7 separate regions of the Mus musculus genome follow, and regions 1, 2, 3, 4, 6 and 7 are each linked to region 5. The links are chromatin contacts, called in public HiCAR-type and promoter capture Hi-C maps. All regions are on one chromosome and are shown on one strand. Each heading gives the region's core, a stretch centred on a gene start, on an enhancer-like site or on the middle of the called end of the contact. The rest is flanking DNA. Distances are from core to core; before and after follow the strand shown. Region 1 holds the start of Strn3 (striatin, calmodulin binding protein 3). Region 2 holds the start of Dtd2 (D-tyrosyl-tRNA deacylase 2). Region 3 holds the start of Scfd1 (Sec1 family domain containing 1). Region 4 holds the start of Nubpl (nucleotide binding protein-like). Region 5 holds the start of Egln3 (egl-9 family hypoxia-inducible factor 3). Region 6 holds the start of Hectd1 (HECT domain E3 ubiquitin protein ligase 1). Region 7 holds the start of Mbip (MAP3K12 binding inhibitory protein 1).

The links. Promoter capture Hi-C pulls out the DNA fragments that hold promoters and counts their contacts. HiCAR-type assays count read pairs that join an accessible place to other places.
Region 1: a promoter capture Hi-C map of pre-B cells shows a contact between it and region 5. The contact joins the promoter of Strn3 here to the promoter of Egln3 in region 5. A contact is called at or near these places in 4 of 39 promoter capture datasets (the 3T3-L1 cell line, hippocampal neurons, liver and 1 more).
Region 2: a promoter capture Hi-C map of liver shows a contact between it and region 5, with 3 times the contacts expected there. The contact joins the promoter of Dtd2 here to the promoter of Egln3 in region 5. A contact is called at or near these places in 8 of 39 promoter capture datasets (the 3T3-L1 cell line, embryonic stem cells, hippocampal neurons and 3 more) and 1 of 115 datasets of contacts at active chromatin or transcription factors (astrocytes).
Region 3: a contact with region 5 is called in a promoter capture Hi-C map of pre-B cells. The contact joins the promoter of Scfd1 here to the promoter of Egln3 in region 5. A contact is called at or near these places in 2 of 39 promoter capture datasets (liver and pre-B cells).
Region 4: a contact with region 5 is called in a HiCAR-type map of astrocytes, with 3 times the contacts expected there. The contact joins the promoter of Nubpl here to the promoter of Egln3 in region 5. A contact is called at or near these places in 2 of 39 promoter capture datasets (hippocampal neurons and liver) and 1 of 115 datasets of contacts at active chromatin or transcription factors (astrocytes).
Region 6: a promoter capture Hi-C map of liver shows a contact between it and region 5, with 6 times the contacts expected there. The contact joins the promoter of Hectd1 here to the promoter of Egln3 in region 5. A contact is called at or near these places in 3 of 39 promoter capture datasets (hippocampal neurons, liver and pre-B cells).
Region 7: a promoter capture Hi-C map of pre-B cells shows a contact between it and region 5, with 5 times the contacts expected there. The contact joins the promoter of Mbip here to the promoter of Egln3 in region 5. A contact is called at or near these places in 2 of 39 promoter capture datasets (liver and pre-B cells).

What each region holds. Positions count from the first base shown.
Region 1 is chr12:51,689,951-51,693,183 of GRCm38.p6, reverse strand. It overlaps Strn3 (striatin, calmodulin binding protein 3), which reads left to right and starts at 1,270. Exons shown (of 18, transcript NM_052973.2): 1 at 1,270-1,762. The coding sequence starts at 1,481. Ap4s1 (adaptor-related protein complex AP-4, sigma 1) reads right to left here and starts at 2,218. Exons shown (of 6, transcript NM_021710.4): 1 at 1,870-2,218.
Region 2 is chr12:52,005,137-52,008,720 of GRCm38.p6, reverse strand. Dtd2 (D-tyrosyl-tRNA deacylase 2) reads left to right here and starts at 2,214. Exons shown (of 3, transcript NM_029545.3): 1 at 2,214-2,346. The coding sequence starts at 2,236.
Region 3 is chr12:51,375,448-51,378,798 of GRCm38.p6, reverse strand. It overlaps Scfd1 (Sec1 family domain containing 1), which reads right to left and starts at 1,286. Exons shown (of 25, transcript NM_029825.3): 1 at 1,163-1,286. The coding sequence starts at 1,214. It overlaps G2e3 (G2/M-phase specific E3 ubiquitin ligase), which reads right to left. Exons shown (of 15, transcript NM_001015099.2): 15 at 1,813-3,351.
Region 4 is chr12:52,095,792-52,099,253 of GRCm38.p6, reverse strand. Nubpl (nucleotide binding protein-like) reads right to left here and starts at 1,508. Exons shown (of 11, transcript NM_029760.2): 1 at 1,363-1,508; 2 at 754-901. The coding sequence starts at 1,470.
Region 5 is chr12:54,201,950-54,205,433 of GRCm38.p6, reverse strand. Egln3 (egl-9 family hypoxia-inducible factor 3) reads left to right here and starts at 1,560. Exons shown (of 5, transcript NM_028133.2): 1 at 1,560-2,229. The coding sequence starts at 1,873.
Region 6 is chr12:51,827,666-51,830,897 of GRCm38.p6, reverse strand. It overlaps Hectd1 (HECT domain E3 ubiquitin protein ligase 1), which reads left to right and starts at 1,362. Exons shown (of 43, transcript NM_144788.2): 1 at 1,362-1,695. Gm5785 reads right to left here and starts at 2,713. Exons shown (of 4, transcript XM_011244243.2): 1 at 2,630-2,713; 2 at 1,669-2,043; 3 at 343-1,608. The coding sequence starts at 2,713. The coding sequence ends at 757.
Region 7 is chr12:56,344,175-56,347,536 of GRCm38.p6, reverse strand. It overlaps Mbip (MAP3K12 binding inhibitory protein 1), which reads left to right and starts at 1,643. Exons shown (of 9, transcript NM_145442.2): 1 at 1,643-1,865. The coding sequence starts at 1,737.

The DNA of each region.
Region 1 (3,233 bases), core at 21-2,520, 2.5 Mb after region 5:
CTGAAACGAAACCCAGAGATCAGGTTGTCTACCTCTGCCTCCCGAGTGCTGGGATTAAAGACATGGTTCACCAAGCCCGGTAGCCAGGCTGTTACCTCAACTTACAGAAAGCCGGGCGTGGTGGCACGCCTCTCATCCCAGCACTCGGGTGGCAGAGGCAGGCGGATTTCTGAGTTCGAGGCCAGCCTGGTCTACAAAGTGAGTTCCAGTTCAGCCAGGGCTATACAGAGAAACCCTGTCTCGAAAAAACCAAAAAAAGAACTTACAGAAAAATGCACACTATAGCACCTAAAAACTGACCCTTTGTGTATGTAGTATTTCATTCTAAAACCATTTAATGATGAAGAAAGATATCGTTGTGTTGATTTAGTTCATCTTAAGTTCTATTTACAATACTTTCATTTTGTTTCGATCAAAATTTCTGCCACTAATGACAATATCTGCGTTCATTGACTTCTAAACATCAGTCTCTTTGAAAGTTATCGTTTGCCATCCAACCCACTATTCTCAAGAATTCAAGATATCACAACTTCTTCAGGAAAAAAAAAAAAAAAAAAAAAAAAAAAAAAAAAAAAGCAATAGCTCAAACACAGAGAATCTCAGAATAATAAAGACTTAAGAAGTTACAACGGGCGGCCAGGAGCACCGAAGTGGGACCAAAGAAGCAGGTTGCGACGAAGCCCAGGAGCCAGTGAGAAAGTCCGGAAGAATCTGGGCTATTTGCCAAACGTAGACGTCTCCAGAATCCTGCAGACTGACTGGTGCCACGAAACCAGAGGTCAAGTGAGTGACAGGCAGAAAAGAGGCCCGACCCTCTGGGACTGAGCAAAACACGCCAGGAATTCTAGAGAAACGTCAGGAATTCCAGGGCAGTACGGAGGACGCCTTGCACGCAGCTCCAGAGCCCAGGCCCTCAGCTGAGACCCACGCTGCCCCTAAGGATACGTGCGTGAGGAAAACGACCCGGAAGCCCGACGCCCACGCGCTTCCCCAAAGTCAAGGCAGCATCCAGATTCCACAGGCGTAGAAAAGCTGGGGCCCGGCGCCCGAGTTGGGGCGGGGCCCAGGCCTTTCCCCGCCTCCCGAAGAGCGGTCCATCCTCAGTGCGCCTGCGTGGGGTGAGGCCGGACTCTTTTTGGCTCTCCGGAGTGCGGCTTGCAGCGGCGTTCTCTACCCAGCGTGCCGTGCGCGAGCGGCGGCCCTCCGTCCCTCCTCCTCCTCCTCCGTCCCTCCTCCTCCTCCCGCCGCGGCCCCCCTCTCCCCCAAAGTGAGTGAGTGAGACGGGCAGATGGAGGAGGTACCGTAATGGCGGCGGCCGGCAGCTCCCTGCTCTGATCCGCGGCAAGCACACGGCAACGACCCCCTCCCCGGCCGTCTCCCGGCCGGCCCCCCGCCCTGCGGTCGGCGCGGGGCCACCGTCCCGGCCCTCCCCGCAGCTGTCGGCGTCTGGCACTGCGCCCCGGCCGGGGCCCCACACACAATGGACGAGCTGGCCGGAGGCGGCGGCGGCGGCCAGGGGATGGCAGCCCCTCCCCGGCCGCAGCAGGGACCCGGGGGGAACCTGAGCCTGCCGCCGGGAGCGAACGGAGCGCCGGGCGGCGGGGGTCCTCCGGCCGCCGAGGCGGCGGGGCCCCCGGCAGGCCCGGAGCTGTCCCGGCCGCAACAGTACACGATCCCGGGGATCCTACACTACATCCAGCACGAGTGGGCTCGCTTCGAGATGGAGCGGGCGCACTGGGAGGTGGAGCGGGCCGAGCTGCAGGTACGTCACCCGTCACCCCTCTCGACTGCGAGCTGGGGCCGGGGCCACGGGCCGCGGGGGTGGGGCCGGGGCTGAGGCCCGTGCCCTCAAGGGCGGAGGGGACCTACCTGAGCCGCTCCGGCCGGCGAGCGGTGACGGCGCGCCCGGCTCCCTCCTCACGGGCGGCGCGCTGCGGGCATCCTTGGGGCAGCCATTTTGGCTTTTAGCATGGCGTCCGCAGGGCTCCTCCGGAGCCACCTCTCCTGGGCCTCCGGGGTTTGGGCCCAGCGCCTCTGGGCGAGAGTCTGGCGTGGGCCCGCTAGGCACTGAGTTTGCGCTTGTGGGTCCCCTTGAGGGTGAGGCCACGCGGAGAGGGCCTGGGATGAGCGTCTTTGCCTCCTGGCTCCTGCACCCCCTTCCGATGTGGCGTCCTGCCCCCTCCCCCGCGCCTCGGTACGCACTTGCCCCTTGACAGCCACGCCGCTTCGGGCTACCGCCGCGCACAATGGCTCGCGGCCGGCCGGACAAGTTTGCCTTCCCATCCTCAACTCCTTTAAGTACCTGCGATGCCGCTCTACTCACTTGGATTTCCTTTAGCGCTTACTGATTCATCAACACTTTAACTGAATATTTCTCTCTTGAGTCGGCTTCTCTAGAGTTCCCTACTATATTCATGTTTTTACTGATGCAAAGCAAAGCTGGGCTGTCAGTACAGTATTTAGGAAATGTCTGCGGAAAGAATTGGTCTTAATTTGAAGTAGACCGTACTTATCGCTTAGTACAAGCTAAAACGGAGTTAAATGTCCACTTAATGTGATCCTCTGACAGACTTGGGTTATCCTAACTTTTGGAAGGTGACAGTTGCGGGTTCATGCCTTGAATTTTTAAAATTGCTGCATCTGTTTGAAAGGATTATTCAAGCTGGAGGATGACTGCGTTTAGTTTTAAGTTCCTTTCCAGGGTTTAATTTAAGCTTAGAAGAAAAAAAGCGTGTATCTAATTAAGCGTTGCACCTGTTTTTCAGACTTATAAATTTCGACATAAGCAATATTGTTCGTTATTATACACACACACACACAATAACTTTGGTGAGAAATAATGTTGAAACAACAGCGTGATTAATGAATGTAGAAAAGGTATCCTCAAATAAATATGAGTCTTCAGTTTGGTGTCGAATAGTAAACTTTTTAATTACATTGATTAATTTATTTCTGACCTGATTATTTACAAACTATAAACAATTTTATTCAAAAATTAAAAATACCCAGGTGTAGAGGCATAAGTCTTTAATCTCAGTGCTCAGGAGGGAGATGTTTAATATCCATGAGTTCAGGCCAGGCTGATTTATATAGAGTTCCAGGACAATTGCAGTTACATAAGAGTCTATCTTAAACAAACAAAAAAGTAAAAGAAAATTAGAAATAAGGTTGTTTCATTGTCAAAAGCATTGCAAAGCAATTGATTGGACCAGTAAACTTTTTTGGTTATGGGC
Region 2 (3,584 bases), core at 965-3,464, 2.2 Mb after region 5:
GACTGTACAAAAAGAAAATTAACCTCTCCTATGAATGTCACCCAATACAAAGAGATCAGCTCTGAGACCATATACACACAAACAGCAAAAACACACTCAACAGGTTATATTCGTATATTTTTACATGCTTAATGTAACTATAATAATCGAAGAAAAAAGTTTATTATTGCAAGTGAGGAAAAATAAAAGAAGTTGGGGGAAGAGACTTGGGAGGGGTTGGGGAAGGAAAGTGATATAACTACATTTGAATTAAAATGTGTATAAATGAAAAGTTAAAATAATTTTTAAAAGTAATTGGTTGCCCCCCAAAAAATGCATTCACATAGCTTATAAACACCCTTCCACAACTATGGAATGATTTGTAGCATTTCTGATATAGGAGTCAGCACTGCTTTGAGTGGATGTGGTGGTTTGGGTATGCTCGGCCCAGGGAGTAGCACCATTAGGAGGTGTGACCTTGTTGGAGTAGGTGTGTCACTGTGGGTGTGGGCTTAAGATCCTCATCCCAGCTGCCTGGGAGTTAGTCTTCCACTAGCAGCCTTCAGATGAAGATGTAGAACTCTCAGCTCTGCCTGCACCATGCCTGCCTAGATGCTGCCATACTCCCATCTTGATGATACTGGACCAAACCTCTGAACCTGTAAGCCAGCCCCAATCAAATGTTGTCCTTTATAATACTTGCCTTGGTCACAGTGTCTGTTCATAACAGTAAAACCCTAAGACTGTGGGCAAGATATATTTTGAAAGATTTCTAACTTTTAATTCAGTGTTTCTAAGCTTTGCTAAAGCTGCAACCCAGTTCCTCAGGTTGTCATAACCCCCAACCATAAAATGACCTTTTTTTGGGGGGGGGAGGGGGTTGAGACAGGGTTTCTCTGTATATCCCTGGCTGTCCTGGAACTCACTCTGTAGACCAGACTGGTCTCGAACTCAGAAATCCGCCTGCCTCTGCCTCTGGAGTGCTGGGATCAAAGGTGTGTGCCACCACTGCCCAGCTATAAAATGATTTTCATTGCTACTTTATCACTGTAATTTTGCTACTGTTATAAATAAAATGTAAATCTCTGTGTTTCCCAATAGTCTTTGTAAGACACCGAAGCTGGGCCGCCACTCAAGTCCCGGGATGAGCTGGCCAGCACCCCAGTGACCCGAGAGAAAACCACACCTGATGCAAACTGCAAGAGGTTTTATTATCAGTTAGCTGAGGACAAAGTCCCTCTGCCATGCAGGGCAGGGGAGTTTGACCCTGAGCAGTGACAGTAGGGGGCTTTTAACAGCTAGCTGAGGAATTGGGAGGAGTTGGGAGGAGAGTTGGGAGGAGTTGAGAAGAGTTGGGAGGAGTTGAGAAGAGTTGGGAGGAGTTGGAAGGAGTTGGGAGGAGAGTTCTTCTCTTCCAGGTGTCCTTGGTGAAATTTACAAGGCAGGAGTGAGGAGTGAGTTCTTTCTGAATTTTTATCTCCCGTGTCCTCGGCACAGGAAGGCAGGCATCTCTGGTTGTAAAGTATAGAAACAAAAAGGCTTTTTGCTGGCTATAGTGAACAAAGAGCTTCTTTCTGGCTGTATTTTTAGAGATCAGGGAAAACAAGCTTGGGGAACGTCCCAGGGGCTTTACCTTCCAGGGAGAAATGCTCTAAATCGGGGTCCCACATCTTAGGTGCTCCCTTCTATAGTTGCATCTGTCCCCCACCCACAGGTTAAGTTCCCTCTCTGCCTGCTTTGAGATCAATTGATCTCATTCTAGTTATGTCTTTATAATAAATATAGAATGGATTTAACTCTGACTTACATTCTTTCCAATACCTGGAAACCTAAGCTTTCTGAAATGAAAAATATTTCTTCAAAAGCTATGAAGCAGGTAGCAGAGCAGGATGGGGTGGGGTGGGGCTGTGGGCGGGCACACATGTAATTCCTGCAATTGGGAGAAGGAGTTCAGTTCAAGGTCAGCCTCAGCTATGTGGTTATTGCGACCAACCCCGACTCTATGAGACCCTACCTCCAAAAACAAAACTAAAAACGAGGCATTCGAGGATGAGATTAGGTTAAAGAAGGAGGGAGAGAAGGAGAGACAGAGATCTCTAAACAAAAACCCTCCAAGAGACTGAAGCTTCAAAGCTCCAAAGCTGGTCAATTCCACATCCGGGACTCCGGAGAGCCAGGCGGAGGCCCCGCCCACTTAGGTGGGGCCACGAGCAGTGGGAGGCGCCTACCCGAGCATGCGCAGTGCGGACCCGCGCCATGGCGGACGGTGGTCGTGTGGCCCAGGCTCGTGCGCTCCTGCAGCAGTGCCTGCACGCTCGCCTGCAAGTGCGCCCGGCCGATGGAGACGCCGCGGCGCAGTGGGTGGAGGTAACGCCCGGCCCTATCCGCGGAACCGTGCCGGTCTTCCTGTCATCTTTCGTGAGATGAAGAGCTTGTCCCTTTCCGTCTGCCCACTTTAGTGGGCTGCCTAGCTGTCTCTTTGGACTTGGCGTCTGGTGGTGGCCTGTGCCCCACTGGTTCGCTCTGCAGCTCTCAGCCTGCGGATGATCTTTCTGCCTTAGTATATTAAGTGTTGAGGTAACAGCGTGAGCCATCTCGCTTCTCAGAATTTTCAGGGAATCTCACCGCCAGTAGATCCTTAGATTCCATTATCCCGCAATGCGGGGCTGCTCACCACCACCTGTAACTCCAGCTCGGTCGGATCTGATGGCCTCCTCTAGGCGGGACAGACACCTGCCGTTGTACACAGACACACAAGTGCACATAGTTAAACAAAAATCTTTTCCCAGGTAATTCAAGTATGAGTGCAGAGCTAGCTATATTTACACAGAAAACCATTAGAACCAGAAAGATATAGCTGAACGTAATGTCGCTAACAGTTAAATTGAGTCTCAAACATGTATAAAGCTTTGGAAGTTAAAGCATGAAATATAACTGTGTGTCTGCCTTCCCATTTATTTTTATGTAGCATTTGATAAACACCTGGGTTGTATTTACTGTGAGCTCAGCGCTGTTTTAAGCAGTTTGCAGTTATTAATTCATTTAATCTTTGTGGTGGCTTCTGAATCAAGTGAGCCAAGGAAATTAACATACAATCGATTCCCTCAGTGGTAGCAACGAAGTCATTTATCACTTGTTTATTTTCTTGTAGACTGTCTTACAGGAACTAGTAAACAAATATTCAAGTCATTATGTAAAATGAGAAGGTGTATATTCCTGATAACAACCAACCTTTTCCTACAGAACTTATCATAAATGTAATTTTCAAAGCCCAATCATTGGGTTTTCTTCAGGCATTGACCACGGTAACAGAAAAAGCAACTGAACAGTTCCTGGAATTTGTAAAAATAAGACAAGACCCCATGTAGAAATACCACTCTGTTTAAATGACTTAGGGGAAAATACAAAGTAACATCAGAGGACACTACTAACACTGTTGCTTATTCAACAGCCCCATGTGGGAAAAGGAGGATCATTTGATGTTGAATAAATCAGCCTGTAACTTTCTGTGGGCCTGGCAGAATTTGGGGGAGGCTGTCTGAAAACTGCTGGCTCAGTAGAAATAAATGCAGGCATGGTTTGTAATCTTCACCCCTTTTGACTGT
Region 3 (3,351 bases), core at 37-2,536, 2.8 Mb after region 5:
AAAAAGATATTATACCCAAACTTCTAAGAGAACTTGGGCTTCTGTTTGCTTGCAAATAAAATTAATTATCAAGCATTCTCAAATAATATTTGCTTACCATATTTTAAGTTATGCTTTACCGTTTTACTAAATTACCTACTGAGAAATGTAGAACTCAGTATGTTTTCTGTTAAGTATGCTACATTCAAATCTATCTTTTTTTTTTTTTAACACAAGGGAAGGAATCAGGCACAGTTCAAATTCTATTGCTATGTTGTATTGCTTGTAACCAATTGTTTTTCATACAAATAAGCATAGGTTCAAGAGAATTAAAGTTCTTTATCGCTTATGGACGATTTCTATTCTCTTTGGGAGTTACTAGATAAGTAGTATATGTAAGTCAGTTCTGATTTATACATATCACATTATATATGATATACGTATAGGTAATTATTCTGGGGCCAATATACATACATTAAGTTTCTAGAGTTTACTGAAAATAAGGAAAATCAGGTGTATCTCACATGTAAAAAAAAAAAAAAAACTAAACTAAAACCAAGGGAAGAAATATGTATCTTTAAATTTTTACTTTATAAATGGGTGTACAAATATGCTCTACTTAAGATACAACTGTTCTATATTTTAAGATTATTATCTGTGGAACAACTGAAAGAGGACGCTGTTAATTTGATTTGACATTCCGAAGTCTCTTCCAGCTTTATCACCTGGCATTTTCCATCAGCTTCTCCCAAAGGGTCCAAAGATGATGGCATAAAGTAAGGTGCTCGGAAAAGAATACTTAGATTTTGTAATCATGGCTCAAGTGTCAAAAACAGGTTTTTTTAAAAAAAACCCTAAAACTGAAAGTGAAAACCAAACCGACCTGGGAGACTTGAAATACGAACACAAACCTATAGACCTCGTTAAGTGACAAGACAGGAAAGAAAACACCAGCTGCTGGTCCTTGCCCTGATGGCCTTCTAAAACTCGGCAATTAAAAAATAAGTAGCTAGCACTGTAGCAAGCAGCCTGTGGTAAAGGCTGTGAAGCTTACAGGCATCTCTTCCCCACAACCTCAAAACGGAGCAGCTCTCAAAGCTCAACTCCGAGCTGTACGAACAACCCAGAGATGATGACAGGCCGCTGCTGAGGCACACACTGCAGAGAAGGAAATACCGAGTACCTGTTTGCCTCTCCCGAATGCTGGCCGTGGCCGCCATCTTGCTTCCCACCATCCACTGCCCGGCTGGCACTGGGAGCCCGAAGATGACGTGGCCCTACCTCCCGCGCCGGAAGCAGAACCAGGAGGCGGGCTATGGCGGCAGCCGGCCCGCCTCCCCGGTCCCAGCCCTCGCCTTTCCTCACAGACATTGGTGTTTGCAGATTTCCCAGCAGCGTTTCTAACTAATCGGGGCGAACCTCCCGAGGTCGCTACTCTTAAACCGCTTCTCAGGGCATGGGCGTGGTGGAGCGCTTACAATCTAATTGATAGTGCACTTCTCATCAAGTTTAAATCCTCATAAAAATTTACAAGGCCAAATGAGACGCCAGAAATTGCGTTTTCTTGATTTCCATAACAGTAGTGTCCCTTCCCTCTTTCCTCTGGGGGGGGAGGGGGGGGGGAAACTACAAGCGTGGTAATTTATTCCGTTTGATTTCTTCAGGAAAGGGCTTTGGCCTGCTAGGGTATAAAATCACAGAAAAGCCAAATGGCAGAATTTCCTCTCAGTAGTGCAAATTAAAAAAACAAATGATTGTGAGCAGAATCCGGATGATCACAGCCAGGTTTGGTACATTTAGAGCCCTGTGATTATGAAATAAATCTCACATCGACCATTTTCATAATAGATTTTATTAATGTCAAAAATATATACAATGACAACTTATTACCAATCAATGAACCCACCGATGACACTGCATTATGGATTAATTCTCAGGCAGTCAGATTCTGAAATGAAATCATACTTTCAAAAATTTGGCTTTCAAAATTATACAAATAATTTATCTTATTTTTTAAAATCAAGATTGCATTTTTTTTACAATAAAAACACATTTGACAGATGTAGATACCTATTTTTATAAAGTTACAACAGGTTATCTATAACTACCAGTTTGTGCCCTAGGGGAAGTATCTCAATTCTGGTGTCCATGGACTCTTGAGCAGAATGGCTTTCCCACCTTCCAGTGAGTTTAATCTTACTCACCTGAGAATCCCCACTTTTAAGTACAAATTTGTCATTTGACCATTTAAGTTCCATACTAACTCCTTCCAAGACTATAAGGCACATTATCATAAAATACTAAGACATTTATACAGTGTGCATGTTTCTGTCCAATGGTGTAATGTGGGGAGTAAACATAAAGATATATATATTCATTAGAAGAGTAACTATATAGAACAGTCCTGCAAAGCTACGACCAAGAATGATATTAATGTTGATTATAAGAATAAAAATCATGACTTCAGAGTTAGATTTATTGTAGCTGTTTAACTCCAGATTTTTTGGTTTAAATAATTGAACATCAAGGGATAGTTTTATCTTAGAAAATTTGCTAAAAACAGTTTGTTTCTTGAGTTCAAGGAGCTCTCAGACAAGAAGAGTAAAGATTTTGGATCTTACCCACTTTAATAACATCAGCCTCGTAAATGGACTACTTGTTTAAGACAATCCTGGAAATAGGGAAGGGGTTCAGTATGAGGCAAGAAGGGGAGTATGACCAAAGCTCATTACACACATGTATGCATGTGTCGTGACAGCCTGTTTTAAACAATTACATACTAATAAAAAGGAAAAGAAACACATCTGCACTAAAAGACCACCCCATCCTTATTAGATGCCTGACACAGCTAGAGACATGCAAGCAGAGAACACTTCAACTGAGAAAATGGCTCCATGAAACCAGGAAGTAAGCAACCCTGAAAGGCATTTTCTTAATTAGTGGCGAATGGGAAGGGCCCAGCCCGTGTGCAGTGCCACCCTGGACTAGTGGCCTTGGCTTCTGTAAGAAAGCAAATGAGCAAGCCATGGAAAGCAAGGCAGTAGGCAGCAATCACTTTGTATCAACCCCCACCAGCAGACTCCTGCCTTGACTTCCCTCCTTGAGGAACAGTGCTATTCTGCCTTTCTGTCTCAAGATTCCCAACACATTTATTTAGTTTATATGAACACTTCACAACTTCACATTTTAGTGGCATAAAAACATTTACTTAGAAATGTTATTGTTAAATGTTCATGCTTTTTTTTTTTTTTAATGTTTTGGTCATACTTTAAAATTAAACCCAAGGCCTTCCACATACTAGCTAGGCAAACCATTCTACTACCAGGCCAAATCCCCAGCAGTATTTGTTTTGATATATTTTAAACAGGCCGA
Region 4 (3,462 bases), core at 259-2,758, 2.1 Mb after region 5:
CAATCACCAAAAAGAGCCACGAAAAAGATTCCCCATCGCTAGTATACTGTTAAAGAGGATGTGAAGACAAGATGACTCGGAGAGGAGATGGCTCCAAATAAGTGCTTGCCACACAAGCACAAGGACCTGGGTGTGACCACAGCACTGGATAGAACAGAGGAGAGACAGGCAGGTCCTGAGAGCTAGTAGTCAGGCAGCCCTTGAAAAAATGTGGAGAACAACCAAGACACCCAATGTTACCCTCTGCCCTCCACACACATGCACCTGAGCACAGGAAAGTCTTGGTGACTTTAGAAATGCTATAAATCATGTGATTAAATGAAAAACAAACACAGTAATAAGTGTTCTCATTGCAAATATTCAGGTACATGTACAATGACAGTGAAAAAGAACAGACATAATTTAGTATACAATTACTGGATGTTTTAAAAGTAACAGCAACCAATTCCTAGGCGCTTCTATGGCAAATACACTGGGCTAAGTGGTCAGTGCAATTTGCATACCAGCCTTCGAAAGAGATTCCCAGTTAAGTGAACATAATACCGGTAGACAATCTAACTACTTTTTGCTCTACTGAATAGGCAATCTGGTAATGCAGATGTTTATTAGTTCAGCTCCCAGCCGTTATCAAATCCTAGTTCTAAGGAACCAATGTCAGAAACATCACAGATAGGAAGCCTGAAAGGTGGTCATTTACAGTGCATTTGAGAGCATCACTCATTAGTCAGGAGGGGAAGGGACACCTTACAATACCTGCGGTGGTAGACTTTCCAACACCACCCTTTCCAGAGGCCACAACAATGACTTCTCTAACACCTTCTATAGGCTTCTGCTTAGGAAGTCCTCGGGACATGATTTGTGTTCTTCTTTGTTTCAAGGCCTCACTCTCAGCGCCTAATAACTTTAAGTTAAAAAAAAAAAAAAAAAGTGATTTAAACCAATCATTCTCATCACTGGATTACTATGCTGTAAAAGAGAAAACAACCCAGAGTTTGGGTTTAACGGGGCTTTCTTTTCTAATAATGTTCATTGCCATAGACTTAGCCTTTAGGTGGTCTTTATTAAATGCTAATCTCAACGTCAAAGGTAATTGTTCAAGCTGAAATTTGTCTACCAGTGTAAGTGAGGATGGAAAAAAAGAAAAAAAAAAAAAAACCCTGAAGTGGACTTTTTACCGAGTTAAGCCCTCCGCAGATTTGCCTTTTCCTTAACCTATTCACTAAATAACCCCAAAACAAGAGAGCACTGTGCATGCCACACATCCATACTCGGGACAGTTTGGGACCACAAGCCCCAGCCACCTTGTAGCAAACCCGCTAGCGGGAGCGCGCAGGCACCACCCCGCCCGCGCTCGGCACACACCTGGCGCCCACAACCCAAAGCTCGGCACCCCCGGGGCGGGACAGTGGCCGCGCCACCACCCCGGAGTGACACCCCGCCAAAGAGCAGCAAACGCCGCCAGGTCCCCATGGCGCGCGGCTCTTGCTCGGGCCGGGATGGAAGCACTTGGCGTCCGGCGCGGAAAAATGACGTCACGTGGCAACCCTTGGCGTCCCCTTCCTGGAGATGAGCCTGATTGGTGTTTCTTCAGCTCAGGGACTCCATTTGATTTAATACTGTTTGTCATCAGCTAGAAATATTTTTTTGCAGCGTTTAACCAGATATTCCCAAAGCCTTTTCACATATAGCACTTTAGTTTATTCTTCCAGAGTAAACAAGAAGACTTATTAGGAAAAAAATATATTTTATGTTTGAAGGGTGGCTTTATGCTAGGGCTGAACTCAGGGCCTCCTTCACACTAGGCAAGCACACTGCCAAAGAGCTGCGTCGCCAATCCTCCTCTCTTGTTATTAATCTAAAAACTGAGATTTGGAAATTTTAATAAGATATCCCATCTTAACAGAAATGGGAAAAGCTGGAATTTGAGGATTAAGTTTTCCTTATTGCATAGTACTGTATATGGTCATTTCAGCAATGCCACTGTTAACATTATTATATTTACACGTGTGTGTGTTCACGCGCGCGCGCACACACACACACACATTGCGTGTGACCTACAGTACAACTGTGCACTAAGCTAGTGTCCCGTCCCGTCCCCCCCCCCCCACCGCCTTGTATGCTTCTGTTGCTAATGGTTCACAAAAGAGAGGTGAGAAGCCCTTACTAGATTCCAAAAAGTTTAGCTAAATCAGAAAATAGAACAAGTAAAGAAGCCTAGTTGCGAAGGAACTTAAGGGCTAGGCTAGTAGTAAAGCATTTGCATAGCATATATGACGCCCCAGGTTCAATCATCTGCACGGAGATTGGAGTAAAAGCTTGAGGGAGGGAGGGAGCAGAATTTTACTTGAGGGAGGTAAGAATGTGTACATATAGATAATCAGCACTATATCCAAGACAGATGAAAGAGCAAAAGCAATCCCTTTAAGAACAATAACTCACACACTTATCCAGAAACCAGATCCACTTAAAGATGGCTGGAGGTATGGCTACGGTTTGCCTTCAAAAGTCTGCATAAGACTTTCTCGGGAGGGTTTTTATTTCCTTCGTTTGCTTCTTATTTGTATTTATCATATCAAGGACTCAAAATCAGTTTATTTTTCTCTGATCTAATTCTTAATTTTAGTATTTTTATTATGGGCATAACAACATCAAAGAATTGCCTTAAGGATTACTATTCCTAGTGAAGTGTATTCCACGACGTAAGCTCTGAAACGGCCTCCAGACTCTTGCTTGCTCCCCTCAAGCTACGGCCCTTGTTGTTTCATTCCTTTATCTCTGCCTTACACTAGGCTCGCCGCTTTCAGCTTGCCTTCTCTCACATATTCTTTTGTGGCATGTGTCCTCAAATAGCTTTAGATTTCTTTTCAACTCAGTTTTTGTAAATGAATAGGAAAAGACACAGCTAAAAAAAGAAACTATGAACTGTCACTATAATCTGTTCACTAAATACCAAATGCCTACTTATTATAAGCAAACATTATGTGCCAAACACTAGTCTTAGAATATTCTACACTGCACCAACTGTAATACCCTCCACTAAAAGATACAGTCCAGAGCAAACAAAGAACAATTATGCTATGGCATGATATGTAATGAAAAGAGTGCTGAGCACTACAAGAGGCACCTAGTTAGTTAAGGACAGGTCCTGGGTGAGAAAACACCTGGGTGCTGGCAAAAAATGGGGGTGAGCTGGAAGAATAGCTCTGGAGTCGTGCAAAGACATCAGACAGACTGTTAAGGACTGCGGATGGTATACGCCCCACATATATTTATGCTTATTTGTCAATTAAAATAAAAAGCATGCTTCTCAGCTAGTAAAAACAAAGACATGAAATTCTCAGGCAGATGGATGGAACTAGAAAATATCATCCTGAGTGAGATGACCCAGCGCCAGAAAAACATTGGTCATAAAGTACAGGATAACCATGCTACAATCCACAGACACAAAGAAACTAAGTAATA
Region 5 (3,484 bases), core at 311-2,810:
GGACAGCTGTTCTGCAGAAGTTCTCACTGTCCCCCTCCAGTGGCCGCTGAGGTCTTGCTCTAGATACCCTGGGAGGCTCCTCAGTACTGCTTGCAAAAGGTCCTGTCCTGCTGGCTTCCTGTCTAAAACCCCAGCTGGTGATTGCAGGGCCCAGGTTCAGATGTCAGTGTCTCAGGAGACTGTTTTCCAACCATCTATCATGTGCTGGCATCAGTGTTTCAAGGACATGGGCTCCTGTCACCCCAGTGCTGCTATGGGCTTTTGGACAACAGCTTCTTGAAGTTGAGCCTTTACCCTAAGGAAATACACCTTCTCCTGGACAGACATATGGAAGAGGCCAACTGAGCAAGGCCATTAACAGGGTCCCTGTTCTCCATGGAGCTAGTTAGGTTTCTTCAAAGCTGCTTACACCCTCTCTGGTTGACTGCCACTCCCCAAGGCCCTGTTTGCCCTCACTGACTACAATACAGCCTTCTTCCCAGTCTGTCAGCACTCTCTCCTCCTCTGCCTCTCCTTCACATGAACTGCACCCCCACTTCTCCCCTCAGAGAAGGTGAGCAGAGGGGCTATTGGGAAGAGAATAAAAGCAAAAAGGACTTTATGTCCAAAATTAGTGATGCTTGAAAAATCGGTGCAGTTTTTCATTTGACTTAACTGAAAATCTAAATGTGCAAAGATGTGAACTGACTCTCTGTCTCTCTGTCTCTCTGTGTTTGTCTCTCTTTCCCTCTGTCTTAGATGTCTCTGTTTCTCTCTCTCTCATTTGGAAGGAAAGGGCATCAGAAATCTGTATAGAGACCACCTTACAGTAGATAATTAAGCCTTTTGGGTAGGGCCTAGGGCTCTAGTGCAAGTTGCATGTAGTAGAAGCCAGAGAGACCTGGAACACAGTGTATCTTTTGGGGAGAGTGCGAGTGATTTTGAGAGAGAATTTCAGAACCTTTTAGTAAAAAGCTTGAGTATAAATGGTGCATGAACATCTCCCGCAGGACAAAATACAAAAATTTGCAGGATTTGGCAGTGCTCTCCCTTCCCGGGGCGCCTCCCTATCTCTCTGTCCTCCACTCCCTTCTCAGGGGATACACACCAGCCTGGCACACAGGGTGGGGGGAGGTCAAGGGGAATGTTTGTTAATGAATCAGTCAGTTTTGGTTAAAATTAAATTCACCTCTCTCTCTCACAGGGGTTGGAACAGCCAGACCCGAATCAAACAGAAGAGGAAAGAAGGAAAGACACTAGGTAGAGCTTAAACCTTAATGTTTAAGAAATATAGTCACCAGAGAGGTGACTAGCCCAGAAAGTGGCAATAAACTGTTCATGTGCATCTCAGACGTGAGATCCAGGTTTTCAAGTTTGTTAGGGGATTTAACGCAAATCAATATGCAAATCGAGAGCATTAAAAAAAAAAAATCCAGCCCTTTCTTGGGTCACACACAGGTTAGCTAGAGTGGAGCTCACCCAGATGCTCCGCAGCACCAGTCCAAGAGGAAGAGCCCGGAGGAGGGCAGTCCCGGGGGCGGGACCATGACGTTGGGGTCAAGGCGGTGCTTTCTCTCGTTCCTCCCCCGGCCACGGCCGCCGCGGCGGTGGCTCTGCATCTCCAAAAAGGGCCCTCCGACTTCTCACTGGGCCAGTCCGGCGCTGGGTGGCGGAGCCCTACACTGCTCCCGCCGGTCCCAGAGCCGGGATCCCTTCTCTTCAGAGTTTCGAGCAACTTTCCCCGCCTCTGGAGCTAAAGTGGCTCGGGGACTGTGACCACCGCAGGTGGGAGAGTCCCCGGCCCGGCTCTCCGCATCTTCGCTGTGCGCTCGCGCTGGGAAAGCCCTGGGTGCGTGCACCCTGGGGGTCCCCGGCCTCGGCTCTGTGGGCGAGATGCCTCTGGGACACATCATGAGGCTGGATCTGGAGAAGATCGCCCTGGAGTACATCGTGCCCTGTCTGCACGAGGTCGGCTTCTGCTACCTGGACAACTTCCTAGGCGAGGTGGTGGGCGACTGCGTGCTGGAGCGAGTCAAGCAGCTGCACTACAACGGGGCCCTGCGTGACGGCCAGCTGGCCGGGCCGTGCGCCGGCGTCTCCAAGCGGCACCTGCGAGGCGACCAGATCACGTGGATCGGGGGCAACGAGGAGGGCTGCGAGGCCATCAACTTCCTCCTGTCCCTCATCGACCGGCTGGTCCTGTACTGCGGGAGCCGGCTGGGCAAATACTATGTCAAGGAGCGGTCCAAGGTAGGATGCGTGCGGGTGCCCAGCCGCAGCTGCGCTGCAGGGGACGGGAAGCCTTCATTCGGAGTGTTGTGTCGCCTTCGCTGGGGTGCAGCGAACTTTGGTTTTTAACCAAGAAGTCAGCTTGCCTATCTGCCCTACTTGCGTCCCCTCCACCTCCTGGCCTAACCCCTTAAGCAAAAGTCCACGTTAAGGGGCTCAGGTGTCTCGTGATGATGAGCTTCTGCTGACTCTGAAAGAATTGCCCTGGTTTTGGTGATGACCGCAAGGACAACTGGCTGGTGGAGGGAAAAGATATTGGAAACACTGCGACACGCATGTCCATGATCCGAAGTGCCTCCTTTAAAGCCACCCGGTACTGCCCTTCACAGTAGCCAGAGGCACTCTTAACTCTACTAGAGGCAAGTCTAATTTTTGCCTTGTGTTAGTTGGCTTGTAGAGTTAGGTAGGGTGGGAGGGAAGAGTTCGGTATGACAAGGTTAAGTCCTCCACTTCTGCTGCAGCCTTTGAGCCCTGGGGCTCAGAATTCTCATAGACCCCTCAGCCCAAGTGCTGAGCCCCACGCCATCGCCTTTCTTTTCCTATAAACTCATGGCAAAATCCACTCAAACAACCTGATAAGGTCCATGAAGAGAGTGGTGAGGTACCTCTGGGTAGAAACCTTGTTTTTGTTGTTCTCATAGCCCGTAATGGGGGCAGTGGGTGGTGATGATTTATCTTGAAAATGTTTACAGGTAGATTGGCAGGCCGGTAGACCAATGGGAGGTGGAGGAGCTGGTGCCTGTAACATCACTTTGGGTTAGTCTTGCTCCTGGCCATTTCTTCCTATAAGGATAGTCAAACTCTCTCTCCAGGAGCAATTCAGAGAGAATTGCCCCCGTGTAGCTGCGGGACAAGGGACTCTTAGAGTCATGAAAACTTCATTTGAAGTCCAGCAAGGTAGAGCATGCTAGCAGCAGAGGAATTGTGGGCACTGAACCATGTGCCGCTCTTTAGTAATACTTGTAAAGTTTCTCAGTGTAGGTTCAGCCTTGGGATCAACTACTGTAGTCTTGTTTGTCCCCAAAGCTGGAAAGAGCACCCTTATAAAAAGCAAGTGATCAACTGGAAATGTCTGGAAGTGATGGGTGAAGAGAGTTGGGAGCTGCAGGCTGCTGTCAGGCTAGGAGGAGGTGAAGGGACTGTCTGACGAGTGTCCTTATGAATGGAACCATAGTAAATCTTAGAGGAACTGTTGGTTTCTGAATGCTGGGAGTAG
Region 6 (3,232 bases), core at 113-2,612, 2.4 Mb after region 5:
CATACTTGTTAGCATACTCAGGAAGGAAGCCCTCTTGTTAGCATACTCAGGAAGCTGAGGCAGGAGGATATTGACTTTAGGCCAGCCAGGGTTACATAAGCATACCCACTTCAAAACAACAAGAAAAACAAAAAGTAAAAAACAAAACCAAATAAAAAAATCCAGTACAACAAAACAAAACAAAACACAACACAACACCAAATAAATGAGCTACCAAGCTATAAAAACTCACAGAGGATCCTTAAAGAGTGTTAGTGAATAATTCCAACTAGAAACGATATTTTGGAAAGGGCAAAACCATAAACAAAGAGATCAGTGGGAACTCTCTGTCCTTAGCCCTACCTGGCCAGGAACACATGATACAGAACAGGGTAGCCATAACTTATTCTCTGTACTTTCTGTTCAATTTGCTGTGGATCTAAAACTCTTCTAATGAAAACTTTTCCGGGTGTCTCTAATGTGCCGCCAGGGTTGAAAACTACTAGCCTCGGTCTTTGCATACAGTTCTTTCCTAAAATTAGGTATCTACTGCTATTTTGTTGTTGTTGTTCAAAGGATGAGTTCAGTATGGAGTCTTTTTCTTCCTCTTTTTCTCTCCCTTGGCTGCTCCTTCTTCATCACCACCGTCGCCGCCCTGTAGCCCAGACAAGTCTCGACCTCATTTTGTAGCCAAGGATGACCTTGAACTCCAGCCTCCAGTTCTCTAGTGTCACGGTTACGTGAGGACTCCACTAGCAGCGGCTAGTATTTGATTTTTCAACGCCCATGAAATAAAAGTTTGACGGGAATAACTACGGAAGTACAAGTGACCACGAGCCGAAGGCAACTGTGTGGGAAGTCCTCGATGCTGGCTGCTTCCCGGGACTCCACGGTGGGCAGGCAGGAGGCACGAGTTCCCGCAGCCGTCCTGGTCCCATCTGCGCCGAGGCGATAACGCCCGGCTGCGCAGCGCTCGCCGAGTTCCCAGGCTCGCTGGGAAGCGTTCTGGTAAACCGCTGGCTTTAAAAGTCCGGAGGAGGGGGTGACCCGGGCACGCCGAGCGCCTGCGAGACGGTGGCCTCCGTTCCGCAGGACTCCGGAGCGGCTCGCGCCGGGCGAGACGGGCGGAGCGTGCGCGGAGCAGCTGCTGGCGGCGCGCGCGGATTGACAGCGCGGCGACTCGGGCGCCGGGAGGCCGGGCTGAGGAGAGCCGTAGCCGACCGCCGAAGGAGCCCGGCGCCCCCCGTCGTCGCCCCGTGCCGCGGGGTCCGGCCTCCGCAGCGCCCCAGGTGGCCGCGGGCAGGGCGGCCGGGAGGCGTTCGCTCCGCCTCCGCCGGCGCGGCCTTCACCAGCCTCCCCGCCCGGCGCTCGGCCGACCCTTCTCCTGCCCCCGCCCGGCTGGCGATGGACGCGGCGTCTCCCCGCTGCCGCCGACGGCCCCGCGCGGACCTGGCTCTGAACCGCAGGGTCTGAGGAGCCGCGTGCTGGGGTCGGGACCCGCGCTGGCTGCCGCCGCTCGGGGGAGCCTCTCGCTTCCTTGTCACCGGGTCCCCGCGGAGGAAGGGGAGGGACGAGACACGGCTTTTCCTGTGCCGCCTGCCTGGCTCGACCTGCGCGGCCTGCGGTTTCCTAGGAACTCGAGGGCCGCGGCCGGGCCAGGCTCTGCCCGCGGCCTGCTTGGAGCTGGACCGGAGCTGTTTGGTACGGCGAGCCAGGGTAAGAGCCTGCGGTCAGGGTAGGCGGGGGCGCTAGGCGCTGTCGGCAGGCTGGGCCTGCGCGAGGATCCGGGCCGCCGAGTCCAGCGGCGGGCGCGGAGCTGGACCCCAGCGCGGTGAGGTCGGTCTTCCGCCGTCGCCTCTGCGTATCGGGCCCTTTGTTCCCCTCTCCGGGCCTTACGGGGCTTGGCTTGTTGGCTTCGGAGCTCCGGCTACGCGCTCCTTGTCCTTGGTAAGGCTCAGCCGCCCGGCGGGGACCGGGGACGTCCCGCTGGGCCTCCGAGTTCCGGGAGACCCGCACCCCAGCCGCTCGGCGGCTTCCTCTTGAGCTCGCAGGTTTGCTGCTTCTCTAGAACTTCGCCCTCCGCCCGGAGGCAGGTAGCTAACTTAGCCAGGTTGGCTGTCAGCGTCGCGGCTCCGGCCTTGATCAGGCCGAGGACGATGGGGCAGCCCCGCCGGGCGCGGCCGATGGGTGCCCACCGCGACCCGCCTCTAGGTTCCCACACCGGCAGGTGGATTGCGTGGGACGCAACGCTGTCCTTTGGTCGGGCATCTAGAAGCTTTTGTAATGACTTGCCTGCCTAGACTACTTCTCAAAAAATTTTTTACATAAAAACTAACTGCCCCATCCTATGGGAGAAAGAATGTCTGCCTGTCTGTCCGTCTGCCTGGGGGGGGGTGGTAACCTGTTAGTTGTATTTACTTTAGCATCAAGCCCCCCCCCCAAAAAAAAAAAAGTTTTAAGAACATTTGCCTAGATTACCAGAAGTTCTTATCAGTATTTACTTCCGCATAGGTAGATTTCATATCTAATTACTGTTTGTATTTGGGCATATTTTAGGAGTAAGTTTGAGAATTCAAAACTCGTGAGAAGGGAAATTCAATCCGAAGAAGAATTGGATTGGAAAGTGGTCTTTAAAACTACTGGATCTGACCCGTATCTGAAGCTCCGATTTTTGGTGGAGTTTGGGGGGAGGTTGCAGGAAGAAGTTGACTGGTAAAAGAACTTTTTTGTACATGTTTTTTGCCTTTTGGCACAGACATTGGTGATAACAGTACTGGGATCCAAAACTTGTTTCATAGTGTTTGACCAAGACAGCTCTGGTTTCTAGTTAACTAGCAACCTAATCAGCATATATTCATTCCAGTGTTAAACTGTTTTGCCTTGAGGGTTTTTGCATTAAGCCCAGGAAGTAGACTGCTGCATATGTAGCATACTTTTTGAAGTAATACTTTGCAGTTTGGAAAGTTTTTTTTTGTTGTTTTGTTTTTGTTTTTTCAAGACAGAGTTTCTCTGTATAGCCCTGGCTGTACTGGAAATCAGCTTTGTAGACCAGGCTGGCCTTGAACTCAGAAATCTGCCTGCCTCTGCCTCCCTAGCGCTGGGATTAAAGGAGTGTGCCACCATGCCCGGCTGGAAAGTTTTTTTTTTTAAAGCATATATATTTGCTTATTTTGTGTGTGTGCAAGTATGTGTGCGTGTGCATATCACAGTGCAATATGGAAATTGGAGAATAGCTCTGTATGTATATACATAT
Region 7 (3,362 bases), core at 394-2,893, 2.1 Mb before region 5:
AGTGACTTGAATGAGAGGGTGCTTGAATCTTGTGAAGATTGTATTGTCAAACCTAAGTTTACATCTTTCTGCTAACAAGGAAACAGACCAGCTTTCTCAAGATCCTGTTAAGTCTGATAATACCAGAAGTCTCTGGATATAAGTGAGTAAAAGGCTCCTTAGACAGGTAAAAGGAGTTCTTTCATTTTTACTCTCCTTATCCTAGTGTCCCTTAATTCCTTATTTCTTCCTTTATTCAGTCTGCTCTCTAAGGATAGACTACCCATTAACTTCATACTTCCACTTCCTGTATGTTAAATGCACTCAACTATCATGAAGAAGAGTTTTAAATCGTTTGTTTGCTTGCTTGCTTGCCTGCTTGCTTTTCGAGCTTTGGTTTCTTTGTGTAGCCCTTGCTGTCCTGGAACTCACTTTGTAGACCAGGCTGGCCTCATAAGGGATTTACCTGCCTCTACCTCCCTAGTGCTTTGGGATTAAAGGCCTGAGCCACTGCCGCCAGAGTTTTAATTCTTTTGTCCTTTATCTTTTAAGCTTGTTTTAAAAATTTAATAGAGCCAGGCATGGTGGAGCATGCCTTTAATCCCAGCATCCGGGAGGCAGAGGCAGGCAGATTTCTGAGTTTGAGGCCAGCTTGGTCTACAGAGTGAGTTCCAGGACAGCCAGGGTTATACAGAGAAACCCTGTCTCAAAGGAAAAAAAAATTAATAGAACTCTACATTATAAAATTATAACTTTTTTCGCTAAAATAAAGCTATCTAATAATACCCAACAAGAGTCGATTTAGTTTTATATCCTAATTTTAAAGAGTGTGGTTACATGGAATAAATTGGTCTTTTCTTTCTTTCTTTCCTTCTTTCTTTCTTTCTTTCTTTCTTTCTTTCTTTCTTTCTTTCTTTCTTTCTTTCTTTCTTCCTTTTCTTTCTTGTTGTTTTGTTTTGAGGCAGGGTTTCTCTGTGTAGCCCTGGCTGTCCTGGAACTCACTCTGTAGACAAGGCTGGCCTCGAAATCCGCCTGCCTCTGCCTCCCAAGTGCTAGGATTAAAGGCGTGCGCCACCACTGCCCGGCTGGTTTATATTTCTATTGGATTTATATTGAAACAATTTTAAGGTCAAGTGTCCAGTGATTGCACTGAGAACCCGTTGCATGTCAGAACTTTGACATAAACTATTTTGCAGGTGTAGTCATCAATGTCGTTCTATGGTAGGAAAAAGAAGCATAATGTAGCCCTTGTGTTCTTTTTAAATTCCTCATATCAAACAGTCTTATAGAGATGAAAATGTTCTATCCAGTAACGATCATCCTGGGTCAAGTTTCTAGTAATTAGAAAATTGTAAAGCACTGCTCCATCACTAACCCGCAATCTTTTTCCAAGACAACTCGACTGTTAACATTTTAAATTTTAATAGCGGGACTCAAATTCTAACACTTAAGAGTAAGGCTCTGCCAACATTCACAGGGAGCATCTAAGAGCCAAGTAGGTTTCTAAACCAAGGTGGACCACAGAAAACACCACCAGACAGAAGGTCCAGCTTCACATACACAAGTTCCCTCGGAGCACAGCTATCCTTGCTCTTGATTGGTCTTCCTGTGTGTCTGTCACACACAGAGGGTGGGGCCTATCCTCAAGCTCTAAGTGAGACGCTCTAGTTTTACGTCATCTCAGTGCGACGAAGTCCGCGAGGGAGGGGTGGGGTGAGCGCTGTTCGCGGTGGTTGGGGGGCTGCTTTGAAGGTGTCATGGCTGCTGCTGCGGAGCTTAGTTCCTCAAGCGGCAGCGAGAGGAGCCTGGAGCAATGCTCCAGCCCCCTCCTCACCCGCGAGGTCCTCTGCGAAGTCTTTCGCTCCTTGCACACCCTGACAAGACAGGTAAGTGGGGGTGCGGCGGGGAAGGGGTGGGTGGGGAGGGAGAGCATCCCGGTCCTTGTCCCCTTAGTTCTCTCGGAGGCGGGGGTCGCGGAGCCCCGCTGGCACGGTGTGTGCCGCTGGTGTGCCGTGGCCGGGCTGTGACACCCGGAAGACCCTGGGCCCAGCTCCTGGGACCGGGAGATGCCAGCGGCACGCTTGATGGCCAAGGTCTGGAGAAAACTGGGGTCCTGGCGACGAAAGCTTGCCCAAAAGATGCCTAAAAGGTGATGAGGGTGAAGGAGGTTCCTGGCGATCACGGTCCTTTTGCCTCCAGTGTATTTATCGCAGAAACTCACTGGTTAATATGGCCTGAAACTTTTCCTAGCGCCATCCCCACTCCTTGGGGGGTGATTTACTCTGGGGTTTTTTGTTTATTTGTTTGTTTTTCTGTTTTTTGTTTCTCTTGCCATTTATTGCATCTCTTACTCTTTTAAACGGGGAGGGATATATAAGGATTTCCACAATTTCATTTGTAGTATACCTAAATTTTAGTGTGAATTGTTGGATGAGTTATGTGTGGCCACTTCTAACTACATTACGACTGTCGTGTAGCTTAGCTAATTGCTCTTTACAGAAAATGTCACAGTAAACCTGGATTTTAAAAACTAGGTTACACTTTACTAGATAGTCGTGATGTAAATGAGGCAATGTTTAAATAAGGAACAAAAGTATGTTTGCCTGCTTTTAGAAGAGTTTTGTGTCAAACATGTTTCCTAATTTGTTTGGGGACTGGTTATAGTGCTTGAAATGGACACAGCACACATTTATGTCAAGGGCAGTGGTACCACCAGTGAGAATAGGACATTTACCTGATTTGTGAGGATTATTTTTAAAATCCTTAGTTGGAAAACCTTAGTAAGTTTATTCTGACTGGCAAACTACTTGAGTTGTACATTCTGTTTGGTGTTACTGGACTTCGAAAAGTTAAAAAAAATTAAACTCAGTTGCTTGATAAGCAATTAGGAAAAAAATTCTTACAAAGTCTTAAGCACTTTCCTTATTAATATTTCAGTAGTAACATCTCAGATCTTTAAATAGTTTAAAAGTTAGAGAACTTTTTGGCGTGGATTTGGAACTTAAAGATTTATTCATTTATATTTCTAATGTCAAGATGAGAAAAATCTTCTCAAATATTATGCTTAGAAATTGCAAAATAATTTACATTGATAAATTATTTGAATTATAAAATATCTAAATTTTGCATACTGAGTTTTTTAATTATATAAATTTATCTCAAAGGTTCAAATGGAAAAATGATTAAACTTAACTTATGCCACTTGCCAAAAATGTGTAGAGAAAATGAAGTTTTTGTAACAGTAAAGGGTCCTTTAACAAGTGTCAAATATAAGATTTTTTAAAAAATTAATTAAATGCTATTTTAGTAATATGTATTTTGAGATGCGTGATTAAGGATGAAAGCCATCCACACTTATAAAGTTGCCCCTGCGGAATGTGTCC